Linked DNA regions of Sus scrofa: all the other regions are linked to region 2. The links are chromatin contacts, called in public promoter capture Hi-C maps. All regions are on one chromosome and are shown on one strand. Each heading gives the region's core, a stretch centred on a gene start, on an enhancer-like site or on the middle of the called end of the contact. The rest is flanking DNA. Distances are from core to core; before and after follow the strand shown.

The links. Promoter capture Hi-C pulls out the DNA fragments that hold promoters and counts their contacts.
Region 1: a contact with region 2 is called in a promoter capture Hi-C map of liver, with 2.8 times the contacts expected there. The contact joins two enhancer-like sites. A contact is called at or near these places in 1 of 5 promoter capture datasets (liver) and 1 of 2 datasets of contacts at active chromatin or transcription factors (skeletal muscle).
Region 3: a contact with region 2 is called in a promoter capture Hi-C map of liver, with 2.6 times the contacts expected there. The contact joins two enhancer-like sites. A contact is called at or near these places in 1 of 5 promoter capture datasets (liver) and 1 of 2 datasets of contacts at active chromatin or transcription factors (skeletal muscle).

What each region holds. Positions count from the first base shown.
Region 1 is chr13:145,615,455-145,620,131 of Sscrofa11.1, reverse strand. All of the region lies in intron 8 of ZBTB20 (zinc finger and BTB domain-containing protein 20), which reads right to left. Among named protein-coding and RNA genes, the nearest start is that of DRD3, 150 kb to the left of the region's middle. Within about 2 kb of position 3,196, at least 21 of the 83 cell types and tissues checked have an H3K27ac peak or open chromatin away from gene starts, as enhancers often do. A contact at or near this core is called in liver and skeletal muscle, where this site is marked.
Region 2 is chr13:145,482,298-145,487,065 of Sscrofa11.1, reverse strand. All of the region lies in intron 5 of ZBTB20 (zinc finger and BTB domain-containing protein 20), which reads right to left. Among named protein-coding and RNA genes, the nearest start is that of DRD3, 280 kb to the left of the region's middle. Within about 2 kb of position 1,660, at least 9 of the 83 cell types and tissues checked have an H3K27ac peak or open chromatin away from gene starts, as enhancers often do. A contact at or near this core is called in liver and skeletal muscle, where this site is marked.
Region 3 is chr13:145,293,791-145,297,942 of Sscrofa11.1, reverse strand. The region is part of intron 3 of ZBTB20 (zinc finger and BTB domain-containing protein 20); the gene reads right to left. Among named protein-coding and RNA genes, the nearest start is that of ZBTB20, 440 kb to the right of the region's middle. Within about 2 kb of position 2,037, at least 8 of the 83 cell types and tissues checked have an H3K27ac peak or open chromatin away from gene starts, as enhancers often do. A contact at or near this core is called in liver, where this site is marked.

The DNA of each region.
Region 1 (4,677 bases), core at 1,947-4,446, 130 kb before region 2:
CTTTGACTGTTGAACTCCATTCTGAGTTTTCTCTTTTCCTAGTTCCCACTGGTGTGTGAAGTAACAAACTGAAACATTAATTTCTGTATTTTCCCCATGGAATTAGACAACTCTCGTAATAATAAGGTGATGAAAAAAGACCAATCCTTGCAGAGAATTTTGGGCTCCCTTGCTCCAGGAAGTTGTGGCTTCAGATCCTGAATCATAATTTAAGCCCTAAAAACACAGTCTCAAGATAGAGGCTTTGTTTTTTAAATCTAGGTCCTCTAAGGGGAATGAAGCTGGGTCCTTTCTAAAATGAGGAGGGGAGACTGATGCTTTGAAGTTAGACTGAGGTTGCTTGACAAGGGAGGAAAACAAGCAACTTCCCCTCAAATGAAGAAGGTGCCCAAGGTATGAGGTCTCTTCCCTGCACACAGCTCCAATTGGGGTGATTACTTGGCACACCTTTGGAGGCTGGGCATAAAAAGGTACTCACTTCAGAGGAACAACAATGATCTTGGGCTGCGGTCATGCTGTCAGTAGCAAGGACCACTGTGAAGGGTATGTCTACTCCTAATACAGTAGGTCAGGGCAGTCAGATGGACCTGGCTCAACGGCATCTTCGTCAGGTAGATAAGTAATGTCAATAATGGAGACCATTATAGACTAAGGGTCTGACTGACCCTTCCCTAGATTTCATGAATCTTGTATAAGTCTAGAGGGGAGAGGAGAGCTGTAAAAGTTGACTGAATTTCTTGCTGACTTAGGGGTCTTGGGTTTGATTTTCTATAGAAAAATAGGGAAATGTTTCTCGCAGCTGAATGTCATGGAATAGGTCTGAACTTCCTATTGTTAGTCCTTAACAGTATGTTCTTGATTATTGCGTCTTTTCATTTTTCTTCATTGTGCCTGCCTTACCTCTATGAGAAGACTCTAAACTTCCTGAAGGCTATGACCATGACCACAAATTATCAGATCCCTCACACTGACCAACATACTTCTTTCCACTGAGTAGGTCTTGTCTGAGGGTTTGTTTGCTCAGCTCTCCCCCTCACATCACAAAGGTGCTCACAATGTGTGGGGGCCTTACTGCTCCCAGGAGTATGCCTTTTCTCTGGGCTATGTCTGTAGGCTGAGCCCCAGGGGTGTTCCGTCCTTTCAGTTCTGGGTAATGTTCTTCTTCCTGTCCTTTATTACCATACTCCCAGTCATCTGGGACTTTCAATGTTCAGTATGAATTCAGGGTCTAAGGTAATTGGTTTTTCATGTGTTCACTGTATTTCCCACAATCTGTGCTCCTTCATTAATGATTTTGGACACATACCATACTGTCCTCATCTCTCTGCTTCCACTTCCCCCAAGAGACAGCTCATTAAGTCCTCCTATCATTGAAGATTCATTGGAACTTAAAGATGAGCCACACCTTGTAACTCAAAGTGAGAAGAGATGACTAATCTGTGATGTGATATAAAAATGATCGAGTCGGTGTTCCCGTCATGGCTCAGCGGAAACGAATCTGACTAGGAAATATGAGGTTGCGGGTTCCATCCCTGGCCTCACTCAGTGGGTTAAGGATCCGGCATTGCTGTGCGCTGCGGCACAGGTTGCAGATGCAGCTCAGATCTGGCGTTGCTGGGGCTCTGGTGTAGGCCAGCAGCTGTAGCTCTGATTCGACCCCTAGCCTGGGAACCTCCATATGCAGCAGGTGTGGCCCTAAAAAGCAAAAAAAAAAAAAAAAAAAAAAAGATCAGGCCAAAGACATGGAAATAACTTAAATGTCCCTCAGCAGAGGAATGGATAAAGATGTGGTGTATATGTAAATGTGTATGTACACACACACACACACACACACAATACTACTCACTCAACATGAATGGACCTACAGATAATCATACTAAGCAGTGAGTCAGAAAGAAAAAGGCAAATATCATATGACATCACTTATACGTGGACTCTAAAATACAACACAAATGAACATATCTGCAAAACAGAACAGACTCACAGACATAGAGAACAGACCTAATGGCTGCAGGTGTCGGGGAGGATTGGGAGTTTGGGATGAGCAGATGCAAATTGGTGTATATAGGATAGATAAACAATAAGGTCCAACTGTAGAGCACAGAGAACTATATTCAATATCGTGTGAGAAACCAAAATGTGAAAGAATATGAGAAATAATACAGATATATCTGAATCACTCTGCTGTACAGCAGAAATTAACACATTATAAGGCAACTACAATAAAATGAAAAATAAATAAATAAAAGTTGACAGTAAATTAGGAAAAAAAAAGATCAGGCCAAATTCCTACCACTCTTGCCTAACTTAGGGAAGCTAAACTGCTTGGTAACAGATGTTACAGAGATATCTATCAATCAGCTTTGATAAGGGGTATTTATATTTGCATAAACAGTGTCAGGGATTGTTTAGAATCTTTTCACTTGGTGGCCACTGGGTGTCCTCATTTACAAAGTAAATATGCAATATTTAGTGCAGGTCACCAGAGAGAATAAAAGGCTCTAGTTTTCTCTTTGGCCTTTCACATACTGGGTATAAATTTATTGCTGAACTCACAACCAGGTCACATATTAGTCATGTTTAAAAACCTTCAGGTCAAACTGTTAAGGTTTATAACCAAAAGTAACTTCGGCAGGTTCCAGACATGAATTTACAAGGCTGTTTCCTTAGTAGAGGGGACTGTGAGCCAGTTATTAGAATGAACCCTTATTCATTTGAAAATTGGCATGGGATTTTGACTATTTGCCGAGAGAGCCAGGAGAGAGAAGCAGAGAAGGTCTTAATTTATTCTTGAAAGAAAAGAGAACATCAACTATCTCCATGGGATATTTGTTAAATTCTGTTTTTATCTCAACTTTTCTGAAAACCAATTAAAAATAATAATGAGAAAGATAAAATATGTCCTTTGCTTGGGGAACCTGAAATAATGTGAAAAATAATACAATGAGCTGTGTCATATAATGGTTATCAATCATTTCATATTTCAAGACAAAGAATTGTTATTCCTTTGTGGACCAGTTATTCCACGTGCAAAAGAAAGATGTCTGTGCTTCACAAGGATGTTACAGGACAAACAGAATGTGAAGGCACGAAGCATTCCGAAGAAGAGAAACTGTATGCAAGATAGATTTAAGGCATTACTAATATTCTAATTATGGTTGAGTCACAGTTGTATGACTTGTTCCTGATGGCAGACAGAAGTCAAGGCCAGAGCTCCCAGAGCCAACAAATATTTACTGTTTCAGCCACACCAAGGCACTGTGTGTGACATACTGCTTGGCAATCACTTCGTTCTCCCTAAAGTGACTTTTTGCATGCTTAGGTTTGTCAGTGCTTCTAAATTTAGATTATATACATCTTGGATGAGATTATTTCCTTGCAGGGCCAAAAGGATTTCCTTCTCCCCACCTTGCAAATTCTCAAACTTGAAATACAGAACTGCTGAAGATATTAACAATACCTGCTTTAACTAGCTTTAACTTGCTTTTTAAAAGCAAAGTTAACTGTACTTTTTTTTCACTAGTGTATATCCCCGGATGAATAATTATTTCACATCATTTCAGTATATAAACTAGCAGTATGATTCGGTGCCATAGCTAACAATTTATACAGATATCAGGGAAACTAGGAAGGTCCGAGGGCCCTTCGTTGCCTTTCCGAGATGTTCTCTGGCTGACTTGGCTTTGCTTGACAGCCTTTTCTGTTTCTAAAGGACCACCCACCCATGCCTCTAGTACAGCCATTTCTAACTCTTAATCAACAGTTTAAATCCCCAATAATGCATAATAGCTGGGTCACTTTCACCCTGAGTGTCTTCTAAAGAATCACCATGTATTCAGAGTGTATAGAAGTGTCTCCTTTCTTCTACAGATTCTTAAATTCCTGGGATTTACAGCATTTGCCAGCTCTTTAATGAGCAGATTAATTTCTGAACTAATGTAACCCTAAGACACATATCTGCAGAGCCCTCCTGATTGTGTTTTACCCTAAAGCCTTTCTCTTTTCAGTTTCCTCAGTTTGCTCCTTTAATTTCACTTTTAGAACTTCTTGAGGCTCGGTGGCTGAGCCACACAGCACAGGTCTTATCTGATGTGCCGGCGCCTGGTGTGGTCTAAGACACACTGGTGTTTTGTTCTTGAAGTACAAGACTGATGTTCTGAAACCTAGATTCCAACACAAAGGAGATCATTAGCTTGTTTTGAGTGTCTCTTTTCTTCTCTACCGTCCTTCCCCTACCCTCTCTAATACTTCCTTAGTCCTGTGCACTGGCAGCAGATGGCAACCATATTCCGAAGCTGAGTTATGTACGAAATCGTGCCACGGAGAACAGAGTGGCTTCAAAGTTAGCTTTCTATTCAAGTGGGATGGCAGAGACTTCTGGAGGGGTGAACTCATCCTTCGTTCATTTAATCCACTATGCATTCAGCCAGGAATTTGTTATTCGACACATCTTTCTACTGTCCAGCTAGTTGAGGGAGGGTGGGTGTGAAGAACTCTCTTGAGGGCCCTTCCAGCAGGAGGGCACCAGGATTCTATGCCAACCTCTTGTTTCCCTAGGCTGTGCCTTCTGCAGATCACATCCCACCATTCCCTTGAGGGGAGCTTGGGAGCACTGGGTGTGGGAGGATTTCTCAAGAACTGTCTCCTTGCTAGACTGGCAGTCACATGCTGTATTCC
Region 2 (4,768 bases), core at 411-2,910:
TCCTTACACTTCTCCATAGAGGAGAATCACATCCTGTTGTTAAGGCAGCCCTTGTTCTGTGTCTCTCATTTACGTGGAACCCATCTCTCAAAATTTCTAAGTGCAGGAATTTAGTCTTTCTCCTTTCTTTACTACTTAGACTAGTGGGAGCTAGTGACTTGAGAAGTGTTGTTCTTATGAAGATTCAAATTTTCCCTTGGAAGGAAGGGAGTCAGCGAGCCCATTTAACCTCTCCTACTAAGTTATCTTTCCACCCAGCCTTTGGTAAGAATTTTGGTTCCTCAGCTGTCAGTTCTCTTGTCTTATTTTTCAATGGGTTTAGAATTTGAATGGAGAAAAACAGTACTATTTATTGTACCCCTTTAAAGATTTCCACACTTAGGTTTATGTTTTGCTTGGGATATTCATTATTTTACTCTTCATCTTTTTTTACCTTCTAGCCATTTTTCAAGACCTAGTGAAACAGCAGTTTACATCAAATTTTCCAGCCCTCAAGGTTCTCTTTCATGAATGAAATCCTATAGTACTTATTGGACTGTATCATTCCTTTTGGAATTATCTTATATACATATAGAACACTCAACAGTATGGCTTCTTTTTCTAACTCAATTTTAAGTTTCTTAAGTGTAAGCAAGGGAAGTGTCCTAGATTTATGTTTTAACTCTTCACTAACCACAATTCTTTGTATATAGTAAGAGCTTAATAAAACTTATAGGATGACTATGCTTAAGGCTGACTTACTAATCAGGCTTTTATTTGAAGGACCAAGTTATAATTGATATGGCTTAGTGGATGGATGGTTCCTGAAGGGGTGATGGCAGTGGCTGATGAAATAAAGGGCAATGTGAGTGTGTCCCTGAGATGTATATCAGTGCAGGTCAGGAATACATATAGGTAGTAGAGCTCAATACTATCATGCGCTGTGTTTTCATTTTAGTAATATACTCCTCCATTTCCCTTACAAAAAGCATACGGAAAGCATGGTCTAATAGGTAGAAAAGCTAGAAGAAATGCAAGCAGAGGGACGTAAGGCTCCTGGCTGTGGTAGACTGGTCTGCAGAGTGTTTTGATTCTCTGAATTAGTCAAAAGATTGAAAAAAATAGCCACTACTACTAAAGGAAAAGAATGAGGAGGAAGGGTCCTGAAAATGCTATCTGAGCAATGAACGACAGTGAATGTTTTAAAGATCACTGAATTTAATTTATTCAACCTAAATGCATAAAAGTACAGGTGGGGACATTATTTATGCAGGTATATGCAAATCACTTTATAAAATAGGCAAAGCCCTTCTGCTTTTTATAAGTTGCCAAGGTGGTTCCTGATATTTTAAAAGCTATGCACCTTTAATGTAATTTCCTAAGAGTTGGAATCCCTCTGTCAGAATCACAGTCATTGTCAGAGCAAGTTTATTTTTTCTCTCTCCTCTGGGACATTTACAAGGCTCTCATAACCATCACAAAAGAGTGGTTTCCTCAGAGATGTGACTGGAAAAAAATCACTTGGAAATCGCTGAGGAGCAAGTCACAATGTTCAAAGCAGAGAACATAGGCTTTGAAAACATGAACCCATCTGACCTCTTGAATTTAGTACAGTGAATTCCTGAGCTCTGAAACATGGGGCCCGGCTGTGCATGCCATATTGGTGCTATAAGACTGGCAGTAGGTTGGCTGTGGCATGGTCTATTTCAAACTCCTTCACAGTGCCCAGTGTTGCATGTTCCCAGATGACATTTGGTTGGCAGAAGTTGGGCCTCCAAAGCTGGCAGTCTGGAATGCAGCCCACTGTGTTTTGACAAACACATAATTGACCATCTGATCACTAGCCTACGTTCTGCACTCAGGTCACTGAGGGGACCTGGGCTTTCAATAGGCCCCTACTCCTTATCTTGTTCATCTTCTCAAACCTTTCTCCAGAAAGTAATACAGAGAAGACTTAAACACACCCACACATATCCTCCTGTTTGCAAAAGGGAACACGGTACATGAAACATAAGCTGTTGAAAATGCCCTTTAAATTGTCCTGGCAGCCCAAAGTGAACAAGAGAAAAGCACACTTATGGTGAACTCTAATTCCGAAAGAAGGAACAAACATTCTGAATTGTTTCAACACCCAGCTCTGCATAAATTGCAATTCAGCTCAGTGGCTTGGAACTTCTCAGCAAAGGGTAGCAATGGGAAAATGATAGGAAACTGGGGCACTGATTGACTTTAGGGGGACATTATTAAGACATGGTTTCATTTTCAGGTGAAAAAAGAGAAAAGCAGGACACCATCAATGTGCTCTCCTTCTCTGCCTGCCGCTCTTTCAAGTCTCCCATGGACAAGGAGACACATCTCTGGAGACCAATAAGTCAGACTCAAATTGAGGTCTCTAGTGAAGGTCCCATAAAAGTGTATTTTGGCCTGAGGTCTGTCCCCACACAACACATATGCCTTTATCCTAGAAGGCAAGGATTACGCAAGCGGCCCAGTCAGGCTGGCATTAGGTCTATGTCGGCACTATCAATCGCCTCCCTCTCCTCTCCTCCCCCATTGTACAGTTCAGACCCTCAGTTTTCACCTTTGACCTGGTCCCCCCTTTCTGAGTCAGCCTTCTCTACCATCACCAGAGTGCTCTTTTTCGAAAACATAAACTACATAAAATTCTTCAAAGCCCCCCAAGCCTGTAACTTCAAGTCCAAACCCCTTTGCACGGCACACAGTACAAGGTTCTCCTTGATCTGCCTCCTGCCCATGTTCCATCCTTGTCCCTTGGGCTTCCTTTTCAATCACCAAGCTCCAGCCATGATCTGGAGCTCTGACTGCTGACCTCCTCAGTTTGTAAATGCTCTGGCTTTTTTCCTGCTTATGATCCCCCTTTTCTTTCCTCGCCCCCACATCCATCTGGCAAACTACAATTCATTCTTGAGAGTTTTAGGCCCAGTTTGGGCACCGCCTGCATGAAGGTGGGTATTCCTTTCTTGTTCCCCTCGCTACTTCTGGCTTGTGCCTCCATTCCAGTGCCTCTCAAGTGGGATGGCCTTTATTTACTATGTATCCCCCTATTGGACTGAAAGCTTCTTAAAAACGGAGAGTAGTTCTTATTTATCTTGTGTTCCAAGAACCAAGCATAATGACTAGCTTTCCATAAATGTTTGTTGACTGAAAACTGAATAAAGGGCTGCATGAGATAATTAATCAAAACTAAGCCAAGCTGCAGTATTAGCTTCTATAAGCCGGGTAGGAATCTACTAGCAATTTAATGAAGGCAGAAAACCCTGGCAGTAAGGCACCTTTGATGGTCATCACAGGGTAAAAGAAAGAGTGAGGGATAGAGGGAACGATGGAGGAATATGCGAGTGGAAACCACACACAGGGAACAGGGAATGTCACCGAGGCAGTGAATTTTCAGCCTTTTCAACATTTAGTTTTCAATACAGAAAGGTATTGTTCTGAAAATGAATCTGAATCGGCTGTAGAGAGAACCTGGTTTCTCAAATAGGGTGAGTCGGTGCTACCAGCTTTGAGGCAGCATGGCAGGTGATGGAGAGCTACTCTCTACCTCTGCTAAAGAGGAATGGGATGAAAAACTTTAGGAGGAACACCTGGAAGCTATCAGCGCCTATTGAGATCTGCGTCGAATCCAGATTGGAACTTTGGACTGAATGCAGTGCCGAGGAGAAAAGGTGGAAAGGCAGAATGCCGCACCTGTCTAGAGGAGGCGACTGAAGAAGCGCTAGGAGCCAGAAGCACCGGGGAGATAATGCTTTGATCTCTCCCCATAGAACTTTTCTTCTCCCCTCCCCGGACCTGAAGCACCTCGTCAGAGCCTCAAGTGTCTGTGGGGCACTTGAGGACAGCAGGACTGTCACAGGCCCTGTCACCCTTGAAATAAAGGCAGCCCCAGGATCTGGAACAATCTAAGCAAACATGAAGCCTGGCCAGGAGGGTGGGCAAAGGTTAGCGGGTACTCAAATGGGCTACAAGTCCATTCGCTCATCTCTGGTTAAAAACTTGGATCTCTCTAGCAGCTGTGGATTGACGGTTGATGTAGCATAGAATCAGTTTCACATTTTCCTATGAGCCAGAGAGAGCCTTTCAATTACATTTTTTATCTCAAAGGTCCCCCCTCGATTTCTAATCTGTGACCTAGGTCTCCAGTCCCCTGCTCTGCTGATGTCTGAGGCTTGCCCTCCAGTGCTGACGTCATAACAGCCGAGCCGCGCGGGCAGGAGTGCACGGTGCTGACTCATCCCCAGTGATGTGAGGATTAATCCTTGTCTAACACAGAGCTATTATGTGAACTGTTTTTACACAAAAGAACTGTAACAAAAATGATTTGCCAGTCAGAGGACTAGAAATATGCAGTGCTAGGTAACTGGAGGAGGGATGTGGAGACATAAAGCTGTAACCACAAGTCTGCACACCAACACCCTCCAAAGCCCTGACAGACCCACTCTATCAACACCGAGAATGAGGAATAACAAGACTTGTCAGGGGCAGAGAGGACCCACCCCTGCTGTATAAATGCATTACACACAGCACCAGTCTTCAGGGAGTTTAATCAATCTCCTTTCTCTGTCAAATAACTGTCACTTTAGACTTTAGCCTTAGCATCCTTTGGAGGGTTCTGCTCCTCTAAATATATTTGCAACTAGATTCCAGAAATGCGAGTGGAAACCATACACAAGCAAAAGAGCCATGGGAACCCCCTTTTTGTGCAAAAGAATGCAACACAAGGAATATCTTGGGGGGAGAAGGAATCAGTTAAATAGGATAGAATGTTGTG
Region 3 (4,152 bases), core at 788-3,287, 190 kb after region 2:
AGTTGTTTTGTTTTGTTTTTTACATCCAGGCAAACCCATGTGAAAATATCAGAGTATTCTAAATGACTCCCTGTATACAGAACCATACACCAAAAATAAGTGCTTGGCTACGGATAATTAATCACATTAAAATTAATTATAAAGAAACATTTTACATGGTGCAAAATTCATTTTGATAATCAGGTACACACAACCAAAACTGCCCATTGGAATCCACACTCAGCTATAACTCACGAATAGGGACACAGGAAAAATATGAATATACGTGTGAATATCCTGCTTAAAGACGAGAATATTCTGACGAATTTTCATTATTTTTCCACAAACAAATTTATCTAAGCTACAGGTTCTTCCAAGAAAAAAAATAGCTGAAAGGAAATGTATTTGTAAAATACTTTAAAAAAACATATGCTAGCTTAATCATTATTCATATTAAGACAACAAAAGATGTCCCAGTGTCATCATACATACAGATATATGATAACCCTGATGATCTCATTCAGTTGTCCCAACAGAGGGCCACATATTAAGGCAACAAAACCTGAAAAACCAGACCAAAAGCTCCTGGCTTTGATTTTTATCTTTCTGCACAAGAATTTTCCATACAAAAGGAATCTCAAATTCAATAGCTAACACATAAGAGAAAGTTAAACTAGGAAATAGCCTGAATCTTTTTTATAAAGTAAAGAAAAAAACTCACCTCCTACCTTCAGTAAAAACCAAATGAACCAATTTCACAGGGCCATACCATCTAGAAGTAAAGCGAGACCTAAAGAATGATACTGATCCCAAACATATGAAGAGGAAGAGCCTCAGGAGCTCCTACTCTGATCCACCCTCTCTCCTGCCCACTCTCACCTTTCTCTGCATTGAGAACACTCAGAGCTATCCCCACACTACCCCTCACATACCTGATCCTATTTTCTTCTAGCAGAAAGCTCACAATGTTTAATGCTGTGCTATCTAGCACTTTGTATCCATTTTAAAACCATCTGATAGGCAGAAACTAAAAAGGAAGAACAAAACAACCCCCCAAAGTTCTCCAACTTCCCTCATCAGACAAATGCTTGATTCCCAGAGGACCTCAGTCAGTTAAGTGAAACAAAATATTATAACAGGGAAGGAAGACTGATAAACTTCATACAAATCTCACTGTGTTGCCATTCGGGAAGGGAGTTACTGCAGTGAAAAAGTGAATGTGGGAAAGAAGTGAAGAGCTACAAAGAGAGAAAGAGTGAAAAAAAAGAACTTTTATTATACACTCGAGACTTAAAGGTGTTCCAGGGAATAGTGTGACAGAAAGTTTTAAATGAGAATTCCAGAAACTACAGATTCTTAAATGGAACTCTTGTTTAAGGGGTGGATTCTATAGGGAGTTTGAATTAAGTGTCTCTGCTGTAGCATCTAGATGTTTTCTCTTTCATTTAGCCTCTGGAGTTTGAATGTACTTTGTCATGAGAAAAAAACAGTAGAGCTTTATACAGCCCCCACAGTAAAAAGCAAGAGAAAACCCAGGTTTATATAACCAGCTTTTTACATAAATATTACATCAGGATACATTTCAAATGAAAACACACACATACACACACACAGCTGTCTTCCTTATCCTTTCTATTTTAAAATTCATTTCATACTTTAAATGTTGTTGATTTTTCACAAAATAAGTGAAAACCAAGTCAGAGTTAAACACCTCAGAATAATTTTAGCCCTATATTACCTGGAAAATTTACCACATCATGGAGGGTCACAAAATTCTGTTTTAAAGCCATTTAAGGCACTGACAATTATGGGATGTTTTGCTGCAGCCCAGGGCAACTAGAAATGGTCATGGATGTTAGCTAACTCCCTTCTCAACAGTCTGAGAAAAGGGAAAAAAAAACTGTAAGTTTTCCCCATCTGTTATTTCCTTTTTTTTTCTTTTTGGCTGTGGAAAAGTAAAATTATGCAAGAGCTTTTGAATGTAAAGGCTGTGTGTGCTTTTTCCCTTTTTGTCTCTGTGTACCGGTTATGTGATGTTGCGTAACTGAGTACAGAGTAGGCGGTTAGCGTTTACTATTGATTTACACTATGCCATCTAATGAATTCAGAACACCGAAAAGAAAGGAGCAGGAGGGGGAGGGAGGAAAAAAGAGAGAGAGAGACAAGCAGGGAGAGAAAAAAGGAGGAAAAAAATGGATGGGAGCAAGAGCTCATTTACAGAAACAATTCTACTGCCTGGAATAGTTTCATTCTTATTCCCTCTAGCTCTGACTTTCTGTTATTGTTCAGGTCTCAGAAAAATGGACTTGAGCTAGTGACCCCAATATTCCAATCTTATTTCTAATGAGGATTACTGGCAGGTGAATGTCTGAAAGTACTAATGTGTCAAATTACTTGAAAGCAATTCCACTAAACCATCAGACTTCTCCATATGCACCTATTTGTTATTCTCTTGATGCATTTGGGAATCAGTATCTGTGATAGCCCATGCTATGGTCCAACTAGTTTACCTAGTCAAAAATATCATTTGAAAGATACACAGGGATATCAACAGGACAAAGAAATGTGTCAATTTTGCCATCTCCTTTAAAAATTCATGAAGAAAGCATTTAGAAATCTTTGAATGGGTCACTATTTTACTTTGGAAGAATATATGCCACACATTATTTGGCTAAACAGAACAGCCCAATGTAGGAAAATGAAATAGAAATGGACAATGAGGAAAGACTCTAAACTGATGAACATGCTTGTAAACAAAATTTAAATACTTTCCTATACTGTGCTTACAGAGGGCATTTCAAATTTGACTTCTGATCTGGATGACTACTGACATCCCTAGTCCTCTGAGGCTTCCAGGGGCTTCCCATGCCATTCAATGAGTTCCCAAAGCCGAGGCTAGAAAGTAAGGACGAATTTGACTCTGCTGTTGAACAAGGACCATCCCGTACCTGAGTGTCCTCCTGTGGCTCAGAACAGTCATCAAAATGAGAAAAAGAAACAGAAGTTCTCTTCATTAGCAGCCAGCTAGAGAGCAAGGCAGGGGACTTGTACCCTTCCTGAATGTGTGTTTGTAAACGATGAATGGAAAAAAATCACAGGAGGTCATCCAAAGGAAGGAACAAGAGTTTGGGGTTTCAATTCTGATCATCCAATGACTTTCTCTTTTCACCCATTTTTGGCTTAGAAAATAATAAACAGATGCCTACTCCATCCATTTTCTGGGGATATTTTAATGACCAATGGCCATGTATATACATGGTTCATACCTAGGCACCTAGCAAAGTGTTTGGCACATTCTTTATGCTCAGCAAATATTTGTTGAAATAGTAAAATGATTATAGGAGAAATAAATATCTCTGCAAAAAAAGGATAGAAAAGCCTCAGAAAATATTTTCCAATGATTTACAGGAAATCTTAGGCTATACTTAGACTGCAGACAAAATAATGATGTAGGTAAAGTATCAAACAGTTATTTGGGGATCAGTGACTTTAGTTTCATTTTATTAGGGAAAAAAAGCTTAACAAAAATTGTAATACTGATAATATTGGCAAAGTTTTGTGTCCATTTCCACCAGCCCTTTGGACTATTTTTCATTTCAGTCTTGGGCACAGAAAAGCCCATTTTAATTTCCATGGACATATTCTAAAGAAAAAGTCATGGGAGAGCAATATAATTCATCTTTTAAAAAATACTGAGAAGAATGTAGCCATTTAGTAATGGGAGAGAATATAGCTTTTTGTTGAAGGGCAAGGCAGGTTGAGTTTTGATTAGGTTATGCAAATTTAAATTAATAGAAGGGCAACCAAGAATGTACTGATTTCCATTTTCTTGGTTAAACAGGAGTTTTAAATTTCTGGATTAGAAAGTCAGAAATGCTATCTTTCAGTTAATTGAAGAATAAGACCTTTAGAGAAAGAGTTGCAAGTATAAGCTCTCAAAAATTCCAGTTGAAGGAGTTCCCTTGTGGCACAGTGGGTTAAGGCTCTGACATTGTTACTGGATTGCGGCTATGGCAGGGCTTTGATCCCTGGCCTGGGAACTTTCACATGTCACAGGCAAGCCAAAAAGAAGAAAAAAAGAAAAATTCTAGTTGAAGATTTAAATAAAAATGTTTTTGGCAATGGTAGCCATAGTACTTTTTATAAAGTGGGACTGCAATCTTGTTAACTAAT